3 separate regions of the Sus scrofa genome follow, and all the other regions are linked to region 3. A link is a contact called in public Hi-C data. All regions are on one chromosome and are shown on one strand. The core of a region is the stretch at or near the end of the contact, and the rest is flanking DNA. Distances in the headings are between cores, read along the strand shown. Region 1 holds the start of ZNF503 (zinc finger protein 503). Region 2 overlaps DUPD1 (dual specificity phosphatase DUPD1). Region 3 holds the start of COMTD1 (catechol O-methyltransferase domain-containing protein 1).

The links. A called contact is a pair of places that touch in the nucleus more often than the background predicts.
Region 1: a Hi-C map of liver shows a contact between it and region 3, with 3 times the contacts expected there. The contact joins the promoter of ZNF503 here to the promoter of COMTD1 in region 3. A contact is called at or near these places in 9 of 47 Hi-C or Micro-C datasets (embryonic fibroblasts, heart right ventricle, liver and 4 more) and 1 of 2 datasets of contacts at active chromatin or transcription factors (skeletal muscle).
Region 2: a Hi-C map of skeletal muscle shows a contact between it and region 3, with 4 times the contacts expected there. The contact joins the enhancer-like site here to the promoter of COMTD1 in region 3. A contact is called at or near these places in 12 of 47 Hi-C or Micro-C datasets (alveolar macrophages, embryonic fibroblasts, epiblast stem cells and 7 more) and 2 of 2 datasets of contacts at active chromatin or transcription factors (alveolar macrophages and skeletal muscle).

Annotation. Positions count from the first base shown.
Region 1 is chr14:77,926,024-77,930,383 of Sscrofa11.1, reverse strand. ZNF503 (zinc finger protein 503) reads left to right here and starts at 1,630. Exons shown (of 2, transcript XM_021073148.1): 1 at 1,630-2,705; 2 at 3,439-4,360. The coding sequence starts at 2,403. LOC106506044 (a long non-coding RNA gene) reads right to left here and starts at 964. Exons shown (of 3, transcript XR_001301017.2): 1 at 192-964.
Region 2 is chr14:77,607,736-77,612,124 of Sscrofa11.1, reverse strand. All of the region lies in intron 3 of DUPD1 (dual specificity phosphatase DUPD1), which reads left to right. It overlaps LOC110256662 (a long non-coding RNA gene), which reads right to left. Exons shown (of 4, transcript XR_002338519.1): 3 at 2,919-3,002; 4 at 1-556. Among named protein-coding and RNA genes, the nearest start is that of DUPD1, 33 kb to the left of the region's middle. Within about 2 kb of position 1,749, at least 2 of the 83 cell types and tissues checked have an H3K27ac peak or open chromatin away from gene starts, as enhancers often do. A contact at or near this core is called in skeletal muscle, where this site is marked.
Region 3 is chr14:77,784,410-77,788,917 of Sscrofa11.1, reverse strand. COMTD1 (catechol O-methyltransferase domain-containing protein 1) reads left to right here and starts at 2,047. Exons shown (of 7, transcript XM_021073150.1): 1 at 2,047-2,271; 2 at 2,454-2,581; 3 at 2,834-2,939; 4 at 3,029-3,147; 5 at 3,235-3,289; 6 at 3,496-3,629; 7 at 3,832-4,508. The coding sequence starts at 2,178. The coding sequence ends at 3,984.

The DNA.
Region 1 (4,360 bases), core at 381-2,880, 140 kb before region 3:
CCATTTATCAAAAGGACTTGACAACAAAAGAAGAGCCGGGGCGGAAAAGTGGGGGAGGGTAGATTCAAAGTCTTCCAAGTCCTTCCGAGGAAGGGGATGTGTCCTCGCTCTCGACCCCTTCCAGTTTCTGCGAGTTTTTGGAGGTGACCCCCGAACTCGCTCCCAACGCTACCAAAGCCCTGACAACTCACACAGCGGCACAGGCATTCATGCACACTTCTGCACCCAGATCCAGGTACTCAGAGTCGCGCACAGCGCCTCCCCTCTTCCTTCCAAACAGCCCGAGTGACGGTGCAAATCGAGGGGAACGCGGCAGTCCCGCTCCGCTTCCCTGGAAGAGCCAGTGTTCCCACAGGCAGCCACTCCCTCCCTCTCTCGTTCCTTCTTTCTGCTTTCTCTGAGCAGGTCAGTCCCGGCTCGGCGTTCCAATAAATTCTAGCGGGCAGAGGGGAGTAACACCGGCTATCTAGCCTGCGGGGATGGCGCAAGGTGAAGGAAGGGTTGAGGAGGGGGCATGAGTGAGCCTGAAATGTATCTCTCCCAAACACACACGGTCAGGCCTCTTCTTTGTAGCCTCCTAGCCCTAGCCACGATTGTGGAGACGTCAAAGAATTGAGGCTAGGGGTACCCCATCATTGACCTCCAGGACTCAAGGTTATATTGGTGGTGTGGCTCTTAGAAGTCTCCGAGTTTAGGGTCCCGGCACTACGCGGGGTGGGGTCCGCGGCAGGGCAGCCTAAAGACTGAACGCTACACGTCCAGGAGGGACTATCTTGACTGGGGGCTGGGGGTAGGGGTGGAAATCTCCCGTGTTAGACGTCGCCACCGCCCGTCTCGATACCCGGAGCGGCTCCTAACTCCGCGGCCCCAATGGACAGGAAACCCAGAGGTGGAAGGGTGTACCTATCTCCGATATCGAAAGGAACGAGGCGCACACCCCAGGCCAGAGCACCCCTCCCGGCGCCCTGGGCGCACCTGCGCACTTTACTCTCACTATTCATTTTCCCGACACTGAGCGTCTTTCTCCTCTTCCATTCTTTTTCTTAGAGCCCCCAGCTCTCATCCCAGGAGGCTGCTCCTCTTTCCCCCTCTTCCAATTCCCCCTCGGTCTCTTCCTCTCCGTCTCTCTCTCCCTCTTTTTCCCTTCAAGTCGCACCCGCCTTGTAATCAGCAACAAAAGCTGACATAAATCACCGGCGGATTGACAAGAGCTGACAAATAACTGATTGATTGCGGTCGAGGAACATTGACAATTGATGGAGGGGTGGAGATGCCCAAAGAACTGGTGGGGAGGGGGGAGAAGAAGAGAGGGTGGCAGGGGAGAGTAAGAATGGGGGGGGGCGCTGAGTGTGAAACAGAGGAAACATGTGACCCCCGCTCCTGCCCCAATCTGCGCATCCCCGGGCGTCACGTGGCCGGGAAGGGCGGGGAGCCTAGCACACCCAGCGGAGACGTGCCTCCACCGCCTCCTCTTCCCACCTGACTTCTGGTTTCTCCGCCGCCGAATCTCAAGAAATCAAAGCGGGCGGGCAGCCGGACCAACTCCAACGCCTGCTCCCCACCTTTCCTTACCCAGGCGGCCGCACCGCAATTGATTTCAGTTACTGAGGAGGAGGAGAGAATATTTACTGTGTGCGCCCCCTGTGCGTCCCTGGAGTTGACAGTCCGGCTGTGGTCCAGATTCCTGCCGGAGCTCCTTACGAACACCCTCAATCTATTCCTCATACGCACCCTCCTGCAAAAGGTTTCAGTTTATTCTCGAGCTGGGGAAAGGAAGGACGACGAGGAAGAAAAAAGAGGGAGGCGGCAGATAGCAAACGTAGAATAAATGTCCAGCTCGTCCTCCGAGCGAAATCAAGGGAGGGGACACGCAGGGGGAGAGGCGAAGTGGGAGCTGCCCATTAAAACCAGTGCTGAGAGTCCTGGCGGCGGCGGCAGCAGCGGCGCGGGACGCGTCACATCCCCTTGACCCTCCAATCACCTCGGGCTCCCATTTGATTGGAAGGCGGCAAAGGCTTTAATCTCCCCCTCGGTGCAGCTGCTTTTGAAGTGAGTTTCCTCGCCAGAGCCCCGGCTGGACAGGCAGCGGCTCACATCGCAGAGCGCAGCGCCAGCGCCGGGCCGCGAGTGCGCAGCGCAGGGGCACAGCCCGAGGCGGATACGGCGAGCCACCCGGCACTCCCGCAGTCGGGCCGGCTCCTCCCGCTCGGCCACGGCTCCGCTGCGGGCCACCCAGGATTATTCGCTTCTGGCTCCAGGCGCCGAGAAGGCGCGCTGGGCGCCGGTGGCCGCCTCGCCAGCTCCTCCTGCTGCTCCTGCTCCCCGGGCGAGCGCGCAGCCCCGAGCCCGCCCCGCGCCTCGCGGAGCCCTCCCCCCGCTGCTCCCATGCGCGCGGGTGGGTCATGAGCACAGCGCCCTCGCTTTCTGCCCTAAGAAGCAGTAAGCACAGCGGCGGCGGCGGCGGCAGCAGTGCGGACCCTGCCTGGACCAGCGCGCTCTCTGGAAATAGCTCCGGCCCCGGCCCAGGCTCGTCCCCGGCCGGCAGCACCAAGCCTTTTGTGCACGCCGTGCCCCCCTCTGACCCTCTCCGCCAGGCTAACCGCCTGCCTATCAAGGTGCTGAAGATGCTGACCGCACGGACTGGCCACATTTTGCACCCCGAATACCTGCAGCCCTTGCCTTCCACTCCTGTCAGCCCCATAGAGGTAAAGACCCTATCCCCGGATCGCGCTGGGACCACCACCCGGCTGCTGCTCTCGGGATCTGGGGGTTGGAAGGTGGGGGTATCGGAGTGATTCAGCTTCGGGATGGGGGGAGAGGATAGTGCTCCCGCACCTTAAAACTAGGGTGGAAAGGGGGGAGGAGGTAGAACGGGGTGTGAATGCTGAGAGACAAGGCAGCCAAAACTTGTTTCTCCCTTTGGTATTAAAACGCCTTCCACGACTCAGGCCCCCTTACTTTCAGCCCAGAAGACCTACTGGAGTCCAAAATATGGTTGGTTCCAAAGTCGCAGTCCTCCGGTTCCCCAGAAGCTGGTTATTTGTGCACAGCCTCTAAGGCGCCAACTGCCCTAGCCCTTACTCGGAAGAATTAGGGATGGGGTGGGGGAGAGGGCTACAGTTCTAGGTCAAAGAGTCAGAAACCAAAACATTTTGTGCGGTTTGTTTTGTTTTGTTTTGTTTCCAAATCCATTTATCCCTGAGAGGACGGAGAAGATCCTGATGGTGGGGTTGGGGGGGGGGGGGGAAGGGTGCTGTCGCCTTTCTCAAAAGCAAGAATGTGTGTATGTAGAAGGGGTGTCGCCTAGAATTGCGCCTTGGGGCTGGGAGGATCTTTGCAGGTCATTACAGAGGTGCGTTTGAAACCTAAAAGCCAGGATTCTAAAGGGTTTCCCCTTCTTTCTTTGTTTCCCCCCCCCCCCCACGTCTGACCCCACAGCTTGATGCCAAGAAGAGCCCGCTGGCGCTGTTGGCCCAAACATGCTCGCAGATCGGGAAGCCCGACCCCTCGCCCTCTTCCAAACTCTCCTCCGTCGCTTCCAACGGGGGCGGCGCGGGCGGTGCTGGCGGCGGCGCCGGGGGCGACAAGGACGCAAAGTCGGGCCCCCTCAAGCTAAGCGACATCGGCGTGGAGGACAAGTCGAGTTTCAAGCCGTACTCCAAACCGGGCTCGGATAAGAAGGAGCCGGGAGGCGGCGGCGGCGGAGGCGGGGGCGGCGGGGGCGGCGGCGGGGGGGTTTCGACGGAGAAATCCGGATTCCGGGTACCGAGCGCCACCTGCCAGCCATTCACGCCCAGGACAGGCAGCCCAAGCTCCAGCGCCTCGGCCTGCTCGCCAGGAGGCATGCTGCCTTCGGCCGGGGGCGGCCCGGAGGGCAAGGACGACAAGAAGGACCAAGAGGCAGGCGGCGGCGGTGGCGGCAGCAAGGGCTCTGGGGGCACCTCGGCCGAAGGGGGACCCACGGGGCTGGCGCACGGCCGGATTAGCTGTGGCGGCGGGATTAATGTGGACGTGAACCAGCACCCAGATGGGGGCCCCGGGGGCAAAGCTCTAGGCTCGGACTGCGGCGGCTCATCGGGCTCCAGCTCGGGCTCGGGCCCCAGCGCGCCAACCTCCTCCTCGGTATTGGGTTCTGGGCTGGTAGCCCCCGTATCGCCCTACAAGCCGGGCCAGACTGTGTTCCCTCTGCCTCCCGCAGGCATGACCTACCCAGGCAGCCTGGCTGGGGCCTATGCCGGCTACCCGCCCCAGTTCCTGCCACACGGCGTGGCGCTCGACCCCACCAAGCCCGGCAGCCTGGTGGGGGCGCAGCTGGCGGCGGCCGCGGCGGGCTCCCTGGGCTGCAGTAAGCCCGCCGGCT
Region 2 (4,389 bases), core at 500-2,999, 180 kb after region 3:
GTCTTAGGCAACGCCTCATTTCAAAGTCATCCTTTTTTATGAGTCTATTTATGGACCATCTTTTGTGTTAGGCACATTCTGGGTTTCCAAGCAGGATCAAAAAGCAACTGGACTCTGACTCATCACCATGAGGTGAAATTCGCCTCATGGTATTTGAAGTTAACTGAAAACAGATCTAACACAAAAAAGCAAAAAGCTACAACCACCCAATCCTTCTGATTCTGTTTAATGTGTTCACTTGCCCTTACTCTCTATATCTTTAGCCTCTTAATGGAAGGGGTCTGGTAGGCTTTGGAGAAGACAGGGTTGGGTTCAAATTCACGTTGCCCAACTTAATAACAAGGTGATTTCTCTGAGCCTTGGTTTCTCCATCCGGTGATGAAAACACTTACCTTGAAAGGTTATAATGAAGATCAGCAGTAACCCACATAAAGCACTTAGCACAGACCCTGGTGCACAGCAGGCTCTCACATGTGTTTGATAAAGAGAGGTCGCGCACCACCAAGCATATAACCTCACCAGCACGTGCTCATCATAATAATAAAATTTCCAATCCCTAAAGAAAAAAAAAAAAAAAGGAAAAAAGACATTCCAACTTTGAACTACAGTGGTACAATATACACACATGACAGCTTGTCTGGTTCCTGGCACATCATTTTAGAGTCTGCGCCCACTGCTGGATTAGGAAAGAATGGGCTGGGCAGGTCACAGAGCATCCATGTGGTAATGTCAGGCGGGTGTGGATTGTACAGGTAGACCTGGTGGCTGAAAACACCTAGCAAAGAAAAGGTCAGGAGGGGAAAGTATATATACAGGGCAGAGGACATGCAGGCTAGACCACTTGGCTGGGGGTGGGGAGCAGATAGAACCCTGGTGCCAAGTGGGAGGCTGGATTCTCTTCTCTGTGCGCTTTGCACTTGTGTATCTAAAGACATCCTCTGAGTTCCCGTTGTGACTCAGCGGCAATGAACCTGACTGGTATCCCTGAGTATGTGGGTGCAATCTCTGGCCTCGATCAGTGGGTTAAGAATCCAGCATTGCCGTGAACTACAGTGTAGGTCACAGACGTGGCTCGGATCCCATGTTGCTGTGGCTGTGGTGTAGGCCAGCAGCTACAGCTCTGATTGGACCCCTAGCCTGAGAACCTCTATATGCCTTGGGTATAGGCCTGAAAACATTCATTCATTAATTAATTAAATTTAATTAAATAAAGATGTGCTCAAGATGAGGGTTCAAGGGCCAGCCCTTCAGGACTGGGCAGAGGCCATTGATGGGTGAAGCTGGCTGTGTGTTAGGTCAGGGTTGTGGCTAGGGGGTGCCTGTGGCTAAGCTGAGAGCCCCAAATCCCTTCCCAAGGGGGCAGCTGCTACTCAGTCCCAATCAACGATTGTCCTGTGAGAATCGTGCCAGGGCGGCAGATCTCACATTTCGGGAAAAGTCCCCAGTCGGGACTTTCACATAACATTGCTCAAATTTTAAGCCTTGGCCACAAATCGAACATTTCTGAAAATGCAGCCAAGTCCAAACCAAAGAAACTCAATGGCTGTCCGTCTGTAACCTGTGCCCTGAGTAGTCAGCGTAACAAAATAAAACACTCGTTAGCTCAGCAACGACATCGTCCCAGACTCCATTTGTGATGATGGCAGGTGCTCAGCCCGCATGGCACATGAAGCAGGCAGCCTGCATGGGTCCAGTCACACTCTGGAAAGCCAAGGGACACTCCTGTAGCACGGTCGAGCCAGATGCTCTCGTATGTTTCTTATTATACTCTTGATGTCAGAGGTGTCAGCGGACAGTCTGGCCAAAAGGCAAGACCTATCTTTTTCCACTCTGTCTTTCCTGTTCTTCCTTGGCTCCTTTCAGCCTAGTGTTCACTGTTTCCCACCACTGCCCCTCAGGGCCAGTGTTGATCACTCTTTTTGAAAGGCAACCTTTGCAGTGCTATAGAGCTGCATGCGTGGTCTGTAACCAGCCCCAGGGGCCCATGGCTATATCTACCCTCCCCTGACCTGAGCCTTCCCAAAGAGCCCACCAGGCAACCTCAGCCACTCCTGAAAAATCTTAGAATCTAATTCTGTGTTCTACCCTGAGCGCTGGGGCAACAGAGACCCAGGGAAGCCAAGTGATGGGTCACAGAGCTCATCAGAGGCCAGTGGGAATCTCTTCTGTCACTCAGGCCTCATGGAAGAGTCCATTGTCCTTCCTTGGAGCATCTGGTGACTTTGCTATATATGGGGTCTCCAGATATTATGGAAGGTGAGACACTGCAGCTGGTTAGAGGATCTAAAACAACCGACCTAGTCATTCTTCATCAGAAAAAGAAGTACTGACGAAAATACTGCCACGGGAGCCCCATTTGGGCTGCCATCCCTGCTCCTGGCCTGGCATCCTCCGAGCTGAATTACCGTGGTTTTAATTTAATGAAATCTTCTAAGAAATCCCAGGGCAGCTACTACGAGGCTCTAAACATTCAGCTTTTAGTATCACCACTCTCCCTTCAGTCTTTCTTTTTCTTAAACAAACAGTCCATAGGCTGATTTTGAAGCCATCTTAAAATCTATCACGGATAAGGTAGGTATGAATAAATAAATGAAGTCTACGTTTGAGCAGGAGGTTGAGTCTCTGGTGCCTCTAAGCTTTAACCAGACCAGATTTTCAGGGTGTTTTAAGGGTCTCTTGACCCACTATAGCACCCACAGGCCTGCCCACTGGCAGTTTAAAAACACACCATGCATCCTTTTTCCAAGGACTTCTGCATGTGCAGAGCTATTTGGGTAGATGTATGAACCTTGCCTTTGCAGGCTCCCTGGCAGTGAGTGGAAGGCAAAGGGCACCCCCTAAACCAAGGAAATGGGTCTGGGTGGGTTGGTGGATAACAGGCTTGACCTACAAGTCTGATTTGAGTGATAGAGGCCTACCTTCTGGTCACCAGGGAAGACGTGCCAGTAGTGAACAGTAAGATTCTGGATTCATCTTTTCTTTATAACATTGTGGGAGTCCACCTTTTGGTAAAGACCAAAGGAAAAATAGTTCATCTTTCAAACCTAGTTTGTGGCCTATCAGTGGGTTATAAAATCAATTTAGGAATTCCCATCATGCACAGTGGTTAATGAATCTGACTAGGAATCATGAGGTTGTGGGTTCGATCCCTGGCCTTGCTCAGTGGGTTAAGGATCCAGCATTGCTGTGGCTGTGGCGTAGGCCAGCGGCTACAGCTCCAATTCCACCCCTAGCCTGGGAACCTCCATATGCCATGGGTGCAGTCCTAGAAAAGACAAAAAAATACAAAAAAAAAAAACAAAAACAAAAAGAAATCAATTTAGTAGCTGCAGCCAGCATTTCTTTTTTTTTTTTAATGGAATAGATTAGAAAAGAGAAAATGTCAGCATGCATTGCATGTAATAAAAGCACAAATTATGTGGTGAAATTCTTATCTGATATACACACACATGTGACGCCTTAGTATCCAGGCCTCTGGCATCAGCGGCCTGGGCTTGAATATGGGGGTAGGGTGAGCCCAGGTACCATGGAGGGAGCCGTGAATTTTATGATTTGTGTAGAGGGGGTCACACAAAAAAAGTTTGAAAGGCACTGATCTACAAAATGCCAACCTGGCAATACTCCCCTGGCTTGGGACCCTACCCCTGGCTGGCCTCTAACTCCTAGAGAGCCTCTGGCTTCCTCTGCTGTGGGCCATGCTGGGAACAGGCTAAAGGCAGCCCATGCAGTTTCTCACCATTCAATGCCCAAAGGGTGGTCCTTAGCAGAGCCACAGAGCAAAGAGGGAGCAGTGCCTTGAGAGTCTGGGGACAAACCCTCTGCCCCAGGGAGGCCCAGCAAGCCATGTAGCCCACGGCACTAGCGCTGCTGTCTTAAAAGCAAAATTCAGCCAGAAGGAGCGAAGCCTCCCACCTCCTTTCCCTTTTCCCTGCCCACCACCTACCCCCCCACTTAACAGACTACAGGCTCCCCGAAGACTTAATGAACTACAGCTTGCGTCTGTTTTAAGTTTTTGGTCATGACAGAAAGAATTACCCTTTTTGCCAGGGGAGGAAGAAATGCTTTAGTTATCAGAAGAGCTGGCAAGGGGCCAGGCAGCCTCTGGAACGGTGTGTGGGGATCAGAATGCCAGAGGTAAACATTCCACTCCAGGAGGTAGCCATGCCCAGGAGAGCTGGGCCAGCACCCCCCGAGCCCCACCCAGCACCCAGGAAGCTGGCCCTGCTCCTCACCCTCTGGCCTTTCTGGCCAAGCTGCCCAAGGAGAAGGTAGGGGTGGGAGTTCCCTTCATGGCTCAGTGGTTAACAAACTCAACTAGGATCCATGAGGATGTGGATTCAATCCCTGGCCTCGCTCAGTGGGTTAAGGATCCGGCGTTGCTGTGAGCTG
Region 3 (4,508 bases), core at 798-3,297:
CTTGCCGCCCACCTCCACAGGCTGAGGCCTGAAACCAGGCTCCGGAGAGAGGCTCTGGTGTGAGCTGGGGGTCTGCCCAAACCCAGACCCCCAGGCAGGAAAGAGAGTACAGGCTTGCAGCCCCAGCCGTGCCGGGGTGGAAGGGCCCCAGCAAAGGTGCTAGGAAAGCACGTGGGAGTCTGGTTTCCTCTGGGTCAGAAGAGCTTATAGGCATGTCCCTCTCTGGCCAGAGGACTTAAGAAAGCATAGAGCAGGACCTGCGGAGTAAGCATGGAGGAATGGTCTCTCTGAGCTGTGGTTTGTTCCGTTGGAAAATGGGAATAATATCGCAGCTTCACGTGGAGGCTGGATGTATAGTGGCTGGTGCTCAATAAAATGTCCCTTATTGTTACTATTTTTACTGTCCAGACCCGCAGCTCAGGCAGCCAAGAGCCCGAGGCACCGCCAGCACACTATTCAGGGAACATTTATTTAGCACTTGCTGTGTGCACAGCTCTGGAAGAGAAGAGGACAGCGGCTTCAGTCCTTACCCTGCAGAATCAGACTCATAGTCAGGTTGGGAAACATTTACAGGGCCAAGCAGGATGTAGATAATCAAAAGGTAAGAGGAAAAACGCTTCTCTTCCAAGCTGGCCGCATGCTTGGCAACAGGCAGACGGGAGGAGCTGGGAGGGCGGACCCAGACCCACCCAGCAGCAAACCACGGGCTCCTCCCCTGAATACCGCCCGGGACTGTGGACTGATTGGTCAAAGGATCAGCCCCACCCCTGTGTCTGATAGGAGGCCACGCCTTCCGCCCCTGCGCGGCCTCGCCACCCACCCCCCACCGCCCCGCTCACCCTGGCCCAGGGCTCGCGAAGCTCGGATCAGTCCCAGCTCGCCCGGGACTTCAGGCTTAGCCAAGCCAGTCCCTCAACAAACCCAGCAACAAGGCTGTCTCTGAGCCCTGCTGGGGCTGAGCCTCGCCTGGGAAGCCCCTGGTGGAGTTCCAGTCTGCCCAGTGTGGTTGCCGAAGGGCTGGAGGGCCCTTCGTGTCAGGGGACAGCCGCAGAGTTGTCTGATGGAATTTGACTCCTTTTATAATTATAGCTCACTAAGTGCCGGGCCCTGTGTAAATCCTTCACCCGGATTTTCTCATTTCATCCCCCAGAGGTTAGGACTACTAAGAACCCCACTGTACAGAAGAGCAAATTCTGAAGCTGGGGCTGCTCACCACTTCCCTGTGTCCTGCGGTCTCTGAGCCCAGCTTCACTAATACAAGCCAGGAACACCTTTCTCTTAGCCCCACTCGGCACAGTTGATGTTCAATCAGTGCTTACTGGATGGCAGCCCTGCGCAACAGCCCTGCAAAGGGGCCTCACCTGTCCTCCGGTCACTTTCCTCCCCAAGATTTCTTCACTCCAACCTATGATTATAACAGCAGCTGCTATTTCTCGAGCACTTACTGTGTGCCAGGCCATGGATGGGATCTGGTGCCATTAACAGTAAGAGAATGGTCCCAGTTTTACACAAAGGAAACTGAGGCTCAGAGAGACTGATGGGCCCAAGATCTCACACCTATGTCTAGCTGGCTCCCAAGAGCAGGATTCTAACTAAGGATATTGGCACAGAGCTCAATCAACCAGATCTTACCCGGGGCTCCCGAACCCCACCTCTGGTTATGCCTCCTAAAATTACACTCCTTCAGCCTGATACCCTTGGTAACCTCCTCCAAGAGGCCTCCTCTGATTCTCTCAGTCCTTCCCAGGGATCCTTTAATTTCTATCGCTTTGTACCTTTACTATCCTGTTACACCAACGGTCTACTCACCCACCCAATATGCCCTAAGGGGTTCTCAGCAAAAGTGGTAGCGATGAGGAAGAACCATAACCAAGAGTAGCATCACATTTTTCTTTCCTGACTCAGGCCCCTAGACCTCCGGTGACCGAGAAAGAAAGCAACCCCTGATGTAGTGCTTCCTCCCCGCCGGGCGCAGTTCCGAACGTGGCCACCAGATGACGACGGATCCACTTGGGTGGGGCTTGCAGTAAGGCAGTGCTGCCGCCAGATGGTACTCGAGACCGCAGTTCCGAGGTCACTGCCCCGGCGGGGTGGAGCCGCCAGGGTCCGCGGGTCCCAGGGAGGTCCCAGTAGCCTCAGCGCAGGTGAACAGGACGCCGCCGTCTCCAGCCTACACCATGACCCAGCCGGTGCCCCGGCTCTCTGTGCCCGCCGCGCTGGCCTTGGGTTCGGCCGCACTGGGCGCCGCCTTTGCCAGCGGCCTCTTCCTCGGTGAGTATGTCGGGGCCTTTGGCACCCTCCGCAGAGCCCCTGGGCGGGCACCGGAGTAGAGCCCCCGCGGGCGGGCGGGCACTGGAGCAGAGCCCATGAATCCGCGAGGCTGGCTGCGGCTGAGGGTCAGCCCTGGTGCCCAAGAGCCCCAGTCCCTGATCCCAGCACCCACTACCCGGTAGGGAGACGGTTCCCTCCACGGCGATCCCGGCAAGAGAAGCGACTGCTGCCCCCTGAGGACAGCCCCCTGTGGCAGTATCTGCTGAGCCGCTCCCTGCGGGAACACCCGGCGCTGCGGAGTCTGCGGCTGGTCAGCAGGGCCAAGGGGGCGGGAACAGGCGCCCACCGCGGGCCCATTTGGGCCCACGTGGTTATGTGACCTTGGGCGGGGCGGTGGCCCTCTCTGGGCTTTCCCGCTCCCCAGGCGGCTCTCAGTGGGCGTTCCGCGAGGGCACGCCCCTGGGCCACGCCTGCAACCCCCCTCGGGGCGGGGGGAAGCTCTGAACCTGGGGTGGAGCTGGGTAACTGGCAGAGCTATGCGACCCTCTCCTCTCCCACGCAGCTGACCTTGGAGCAGCCGCAGGGGGATTCCATGATGACCTGTGAGCAGGCCCAGCTCCTAGCCAACCTGGCTCGCCTCATCAAGGCTAAGAAGGCGCTGGATCTGGGTAGGGCGCTCATTCGGGGTCACTGGGGGCCGGAGTCACCGGGCCATCCTCCTACTCTGGCCTGAACCTGTCGGTGTCCATGTTCCCAGGCACTTTCACAGGCTACTCAGCCCTAGCGTTGGCCCTGGCGCTGCCGCCTGCCGGGCGCGTGGTGACCTGCGAAGTTGATGCGGGGCCCCCAGAGCTGGGGCGGCCCCTGTGGAGGCAGGTGAGTGTCCCCCATGCCTGAGGTCCCGGTCAGGCGACTGGAGCCCCGGCACCCCCAGCTCCGGCTCTGACCCCGCCCCTTCCGCAGGCTGAGGAGGAGCACAAGATCGACCTTCGGTTGAAGCCTGCCTTGGAAACCCTGGGTGAGGAACGGAGCGGAAAGGGCCTTGGCGCCGTTTTCCTAGTGGGTCCGCTGGGCAGGCTTCTTGGGCACTGACAGCACCCCCGCCCCCTAGTACGCGGCCACATGCAGGGAGGCAGGGCCGGCACTTCCGAGGCCGGTCCTGAATGGCCACCGCGCCTGGGCCGGCCTGCGCACTCAGCTGCATCTGCCTCTCCTTCCCGCAAGACGAGCTCCTGGCCGCGGGCGAGGCTGGCACCTTCGATGTGGCCGTGGTGGACGCAGACAAGGAGAACTGCACCGCTTACTATGAGCGCTGCCTTCAGCTGCTGCGACCTGGGGGCGTCCTCGCTGTACTCAATGTAAGGGACAGCCCTGGAGTAAAGACTATCGGGCTGGGTCTTTTCCTTAGGCTCCTCCCTACGCCCCGCCCCCATACCCCAGAACCCTACCACGTCAACTGCTACTCCCAGGTATTTCCAGGCTTTCACCTGAGTCCTCAGTCCCTGCCTCCTGCGCTGGCACCTCCCGGGCCCCGCCCCCTGATGCCCCACCCCTCCACAGGTCTTGTGCCATGGAGAGGTGTTGCAGCCTCAACCGCAGGACAAAGTGGTCCAGTGTGTGCGAAACCTGAATGAGCGCATCCTGAGAGATGCCCGGGTCCACATCAGCCTCCTGCCCCTGGGCGACGGCCTTACTTTAGCCTTCAAGATCTAGAGCTGGCCACTAGGGAGTGGCCTCAAGGGAGGGGCCCTGGGAATCGCAGTTTTAAATCTGACAATAAAGTGAGGTCTGGGAAGAGAAATTCTGAGCCTCCCTAAGTGCTGAGATGGGGTAGGGAGGGAAGGCCCACACTGACTGCACCTTCAGCAGAAGGGAACTTTTGACACCACAGACCTCTACCCCCTCCCGGGCACTCTCCTGAGGATTACCTAGCACCAGAGCTATGGCCAGACCACAGAAGCTTCCAGCTGAATGGACTTTCAGGATGTAAAGTTTGACCTGCCCACATGCAACTGGTCAGACCGAGCTCCTTGGGTTTGCCTCCACTCCAGAAGATCTAAGCGCTAGAAGCTTGGTAGAGGTCCCTTATCCTCCCTCCTACATCTCTTTCTAGGAGGCTAAGTCAATGAAGTTCTTGTTCAGTGCAGCTGGGACTAAGGGAGAGAACAATCTGGAATCTGATGGCAAGAAAGGGGCATTGCACCATGTACTTTTGTAGGGTATGCCAATTTTGCTGG